Linked DNA regions of Gasterosteus aculeatus: region 2 is linked to region 1. A link is a contact called in public Hi-C data. All regions are on one chromosome and are shown on one strand. Each heading gives the region's core, a stretch centred on a gene start, on an enhancer-like site or on the middle of the called end of the contact. The rest is flanking DNA. Distances are from core to core; before and after follow the strand shown.

What was found. A called contact is a pair of places that touch in the nucleus more often than the background predicts.
Region 2: a contact with region 1 is called in a Hi-C map of liver, with 5 times the contacts expected there. The contact joins the enhancer-like site here to the promoter of LOC120821320 in region 1. A contact is called at or near these places in 6 of 6 Hi-C or Micro-C datasets (blood and trunk muscle, liver, skeletal muscle and 2 more).

Annotation. Positions count from the first base shown.
Region 1 is chr7:9,808,563-9,811,487 of fGasAcu3.hap1.1, forward strand. LOC120821320 (up-regulator of cell proliferation) reads left to right here and starts at 1,291. Exons shown (of 4, transcript XM_040179735.2): 1 at 1,291-2,010. pop7 (POP7 homolog, ribonuclease P/MRP subunit) reads right to left here and starts at 891. Exons shown (of 2, transcript XM_040179741.2): 1 at 567-891.
Region 2 is chr7:9,841,460-9,844,860 of fGasAcu3.hap1.1, forward strand. It overlaps nlgn2a (neuroligin 2a), which reads right to left. Exons shown (of 7, transcript NM_001267665.1): 6 at 2,678-3,044; 7 at 836-1,655. The coding sequence ends at 836. Among protein-coding and RNA genes, the nearest start is that of LOC120821320, 33 kb to the left of the region's middle. Within about 2 kb of position 1,327, at least 2 of the 9 cell types and tissues checked have open chromatin away from gene starts, as enhancers often do.

The DNA.
Region 1 (2,925 bases), core at 41-2,540:
AATTTGGCTGAACGGTTAACTCATAAATTTCACCTTTATTGAAATGTTGTAAACTGATCTTTTTCCCAACACTTGCTTATATGTTTATGACTGCAGGAGTAATAGACAAAATAACAACCCGAAACGTTAATTATCTCCAAATAGGACTAATTAATGTTACTAAACAGGTAACAGGACCAGTAAATAAACGGAATCATACTAAAGTTACTACACTGCTAATGGAAATAATTCACGTTCCATGTCAATACGACTAGGAGAATATAACATAACAACTATTGCAATAGAAACAGATGATACAGATATCCCATTTAACTGTCAGAGTGAATATAACCCATCTGTTGAGACGCAATGTTTGACATTTGGTCACAAAACTTGAGGAACTAAAATCAACGTTTAAATGACAGAAAAACACGCTGTGTTATGGAGCAGCGCGCATAACCGATGCTACCACAGTGTGGTAACCGCACGCACACGTTACAGCAAGCTAACGCTACCGAGCCCGGGAGCGCTGGGGCAGCTAACGTTAAGCTAAGCTAGCAGTACAGCCATGTGATGAGCACGCTTACCTTCAGAAGATGATTTCAAGTCAAGAAACACGCCTTACATCATCGATATAAACCGAAGACGCGTTACACGCATTTGTGAAACAGTAGCATTGGCTTTAGCCAACTACTGCTAGCTGTTTATTTTCCGTGCCCCCCGGAAGTGAATTACCTCTGCCACTCTCCTTAAACGGAAGTGACACACTTCAGGCAGCCTGTCCGTGAGCACGTCGCTAACGTCTCTCGATAGATAATTATGATCTGATAATCAATCATTAACGTTAAGTTTTTCGATTTGAAAAATCCCATTAAACCGTTCTATTTTCGCAAAAGGTGGGATTTATCCGTGTTTATTCTGCCAAAATGAAACACTCAACAGTCACTTCAATAAGTACACTTTGTTGGTTAAAGGTTGGCTGATTAGCAATTTGTGTTAACAAGCAATTGAACAGGTACAGGTACAGGTGTACCTAATAAAGTGGCTGGTGAGTGTGTGTGTATATATGACATCATCATTTAATAGTTGAATCCAGACATATGCATTCAACACAGTTCTCAAACCATTTATAGACCACTGACAAACAGTTGTCAGAAAATGTCGATCAAGATACTATATGGAGAAGTTTGAAGTTGACAAATGTTTAGAACTCCATATGTCTTCAAAATGTTCTTATTATTTTCATATTTTTCATTAATTTGATTAAGAAATCTCTCACTTGTACGGATTCCTCAATTCTCTTAATGTAAGTGGTCACGCTTCATGTGCTTAAATCTCCACACGGAGCAATTCCATGAAAAAAACATGAAATTTCAATGGAGGGAAAACAATTAAATGCCATCGTTGATAACAAGTTAGTATATTGGATTAGGCAATGTCTACCGCATGTGAATATGATGCTCCAAGTAAAAATGTATTGTTCTTGTTCTTGTTCTCTCTAGGGCCTACAGTGGCCAAGAGGGGAAATCCCTGCCTCACAAGAAAAATCAGGGAAGGAAAATTATACAATAACAGTGGCTGCTGGTGGAACATTTTCTAGTTAGGGCCATCCAATCTATTTCAATTTGAGGATTGCTAAATTGTATGGCTTTTTAAGTGTAACGTGAAAATGTTATTTAAGCCTGACTGTGCTGCACGAGGAGAAGATGTTTAAACATCGTGATTTTCATGGACTCGAAATTAATTTCCTAACGAGGTGTAAATTGTGCAGCACAGCAGAGAGAACTACTTAATGGATGAAACAGTGTGAAGTGCTGCTTGAGTTTCATAACCCAGTTTACGGTTCCGAGAAACCACGTGATCAAGAAACCCTACAACGAAAGTGAAACTTTTCTCCCCAGCAGGAGGACATAAGGAGAGGTCTGCAGGGGAACCGCACCCGCGGCGCGCCTCGTACAGGACAAACACAACTCAAAGCTGCACGGAGAAAGGTCGCTGCATGGCCAGGGGGGGACACCCGTTCTCCGGGAGGTGGGTCTCTTGATGCTACTGTTTTGTTCGTTACTTTGCAGTTATGTGACGATTGAGAATATCTTTATAACAAGTCGAGGAAACCAAAATGGAGATCGCTGTAAACTCCCTCGAACTTGACAGTCACCTCAATCTGGTGCAGACTTCGTCATTTACGAAACCTTTTGGGGTTTATTTTGTTGACCAATCGCCCTGAATCGTTTGACTTCATTGCGGATACTAAATATTTCACCGATAAAATGTTAGACTCTTCCTTTGACTCAGCACAGAATTTGTGCGCAGTTAATCTAAATCACTCTTTTGGGTTTACAGTCATGTATTTACCAAAGTTTCATATTTTCACGCCATAAACTGATGATTAAAGACCGATTAGTACACGTTTGTTTTGTATGATGACGTATGGGAATCTCAACATCTATCATTACTGTATAAAAATGAATTTAAATTGATATTGGAACACACAAAAAACATTTCCCCTCTACACTTACAACGCACCGTTTTTTAAATGATTTGCAATGTGAAACTAATTGAATTTAAACCTGAAAAATTCTGATTTTGATAAACTCCATGTTTAAGGAAGTGGCTTCCCCCAGCAGAGTAGAGGGAGTGTTCTGCTGTGATATATTTGCTCATGACCCGGTACGGGACAAAACACCTTCCAAGGTTGCATGGGGAAGAAACAATTTGACCAAGAAACCATACATGTTTGCAAATGGCAAAATGTTCTAGTTTTTTTATGACATTATGATTCATGTTGCTTATGTTTGTTAAGTACTGTGCAATATGAAAACGATAAGCGCTGCAGGAAGAGGTTAGGAAGGGGCTCAAGAGCATGTTAAAGTTTAACTTTACAGTTGACTCTTTGAACTCTTTGAATAACCTTTAGCTCTCTGAAACTTTTTAGTTCATTGTGTT
Region 2 (3,401 bases), core at 77-2,576, 33 kb after region 1:
CTTTGTACACATTTATATATAACTATATATATAATATCATTTCTCTATATCTATATTTTCAGCAAAAGATCTTTCCACAAAAGACAACAACTAAACAAATGCTTGAACAGAAAAACATGAAAGAAAGAAAAAGGAACACAATCGAGGGCCAGTTTGGCACTTTGTCATGAGAACACACATCATCTGTTAATTGACAGTAAATAGGAATACTCAAGGATTTTCTTTTGTTTTTTCTCCCTCGATGAAAAGCAAACACAGTAGTACATACTTGGCACCAAGAATGCTGGTAGAATGACAGTATCAGATATCGACGTTTTCCTAGCTAAATGATTACTAGTGGCCCCCTCCTACGGCTCGGTACCATGTGAGTTCCTGGAGCAAAGGAGCGCAGGGGAGAGGGAAAGAATCCCATGAATGAGAGGAACAAAGCAGGGATAAGACAAAGATGTAGAAAAGAGATCGCTAAATGCACGTAGCACGCCAGGGAGAGAAAAGAAGAAGAGGAAGAAAACCTTGAGGGCCAAAAGTCATTTGTCTCTTAGCGTAGTGTCAGGGGGCTTTAGTCTGGAAACGGCATACCTTAGAAAACCGTATCTTTGAACAATCTAAATCGCCCCTGAACGGATCATCTGCTGCCATGCAGTTCAGTTGCTTCTCCACACGACACCGGTGGAGCTGCTGAGTTTGACAGCACACAATGGAGGAGGTGTGTTGTTTGTGGAGAAAGTGAATACGAGAAGAGAACAAGGACCCACATCCAGGGGCCTCCCTTCTAGATCCCCAGCAGAGCCACTCTCCCCAGTCCAAAGGTGGCGCTGTGTCGTGCTAGTTCCTACTATACCCTGGTGGTGGAGTGGGGATGGGGCAGGGTGTTGTTGTGGCCGGTGGAGGGGAAGGTGTTGAAGGCATGAAGTGGCTGCATGCTGGTGATGGTACTGGGGATCATGGTGATGGTGTTGGGTGTCATTAGCGGCACGTCGTCGGGGGCCCGGCGCAGTGCCAGCGTGTAGTCGGGCGGGCAGGCGGGCCGTAGGATGTCGTGGGGCCGGAGGGGCTCCATGTCGTGGTGAGCGTCGTGCTCCGAGTGCTTCATCTGCAGGGACATGATCTCCTCCTCTTGGCTGTGAGCCAGGTCGTTGGCCGTCCCGCCGCGTTGAGGAGACAGCCGGTGGCGCCGCATCTCGTGCCGCTTGTCACGCTTGTAGTAAAGGGCAGCGAATGCCAGGATGTTGAGGAAGAGGAGCGACGCCCCCACGGCGACTGTCACGCTCAGCTCCGTGGAGTAATCCCGGGTGTCTCCGGGGAAGATTTCCGGTCGCGGACGCTCCGAACCGTCGAGGTCCGGATCAGAGGCGAAGGTGGGGTAAGGATGACGGGTTGGGCCGCGGCCCGATCTGGGGGTGACGTGGCCCGGGCCTGCTGGAGAGCGGGTCGTAGTGGGGAAGAGCTCCTCATGTAGACTATGGAGGTGGGGGACTAATTCCAGCCAAAAGGCCACCTTGTTAGCTCTGTAGTTGTCTCTGACGCGGGGTTTTAATCCAATGTGCAGGTACTGCTTGTCCTTCGAGTTGAACTTGGTCCAGATAACCTCTTCAAAGCGGTTGGGTTTGGTGTGAATGAACTTGGTGTCCTGAGGGACTGGCAGGTTGGGGTCCCTATTGTAGGACAGAGGGGACATCTCAGTCAAAGTTTTAATTGTCTGGCTAAACGGCGTCGCTATCTAAACATTAATTACATCTGTGTAGTTATGAACTTCTTTGGTTCACAAGATCAGAACAACCCTACTATTACTACTACTATCTAAGGCACTAGACCAGGAGTGGCCACACTTTCCCAGCTCTCAAGTTACTTTTCAACTGACCAAGTCATCCGGAAGTTGACCGAAACGGACGCTAGCTGCAGTCAGTTACATCGGAGAAAGCAAGACAGCAGCTCAAGACGCTTTTGCATCAGAAGTCAAAAACAGAGGCGCGACATACAGCAGAGAACTGTGCAGAGGAATCCTTCCACGTGTCAAACAGAAGGGCGGTGAGTGGCAAACATACTACTTAAAGCACCGCTATGCTAAGCTAGCTGCTAGGCTAAACTAGCTGGAAGAGTTGCTAGTTCAACATGTTCCACCTGGTGGAATTCTGCCTCCAAATGATCTCATGTGACTAGTTTTGTGTTTAAAATAACATAAACAGTTTATAAAACATATATTTAAGACACTGTTGTTTAAGTGATTACTCATTACTTGTAAGATTTAGTATATGGAAGAATAACAAACATTCATTAAAATCAACATTGTAACAACAAAATGAATTTATCGCCAATATCAAGTTAATGGATTTCAAAATGTGTTTATTATTATTTTTTTAATCATTAATTAATAATCTATTGACAAGCCTCGTCACAACCATTCCGGACAGTCTTGGTCATCACCTTACTCGATGAGTTGCACTGACTTGAATCAGCCAGGGTTGCTTTTGAATGAAATTAAATCTGTTAGTTCACAGGGATTGCTAGTTAGCATTAGCATTAGTTGTCCGTCGCCGCATGCGTGAGGTTATTTATTTTATTAATGGTAGGTGATCTACTGGCACTGCCTTTGACCTATCGGGCATTATTTAGTTTATCCCTGAGCCACACCACAGCTAAAACCAAACGTATCATGTCGTCGTGACAGGCGGCTTACCCAGTCTTGGCGAAGTTGGTCCAGTAAGTCATGACAACGGCGCTCAACATCACATCATTCTTGGAGAAGTTGCACGGGAACAGATCTGTAGCACCGATCATGGGAACGCCAAACACGTACGGTATCTCATCTCCGTGGGCGGCATCGGCCCACTCGGGGCGCGTCTCCGTCTGGCAGTGGTGGTAGAAGGTGTAGAAGTAAACCGGCGACTGAAACTCTGCGTGGAGTTTGGCCGTGGCCACAGCGGGCGCCACCCACTGGTGGTCCGTAAACAGGGCTAGGAGCGTCTTCCTCCGCATGTCGCCATTGTCCCTGTCCGCCCAGTCAGTGTACATGAATTTAATGGTCTCCCTCAGGATGTCTTTGCCTGAAGGATAAGACGCGGGAGAGGAAAAGGTAAAAACAAAGAGAAAGAAATGTACGTTAAGGTACGGAAGGAGAGACACATTTGAGAGATAACTGGTCAAGACCTGCGGAACAGGTGGTGGTGGAACAGGAATGACTGACATAGGGAGAAAAGAAAGGCGTTGGTTTATGGGGCGCCGTTTGTATGTTTGTCATGCTTTTTTTTTTCATATGATAATGCTAAATGTACCAAAACTGCACAGGATTTTAGAACTGCGACATCTTACAAGCGGCACCCAGTATTGGTTTGTATGTATGTGTGACAGATAAACAGATACAGCTGAGAGAGAATCTGAACGGACAGACTGAGCGACACAAA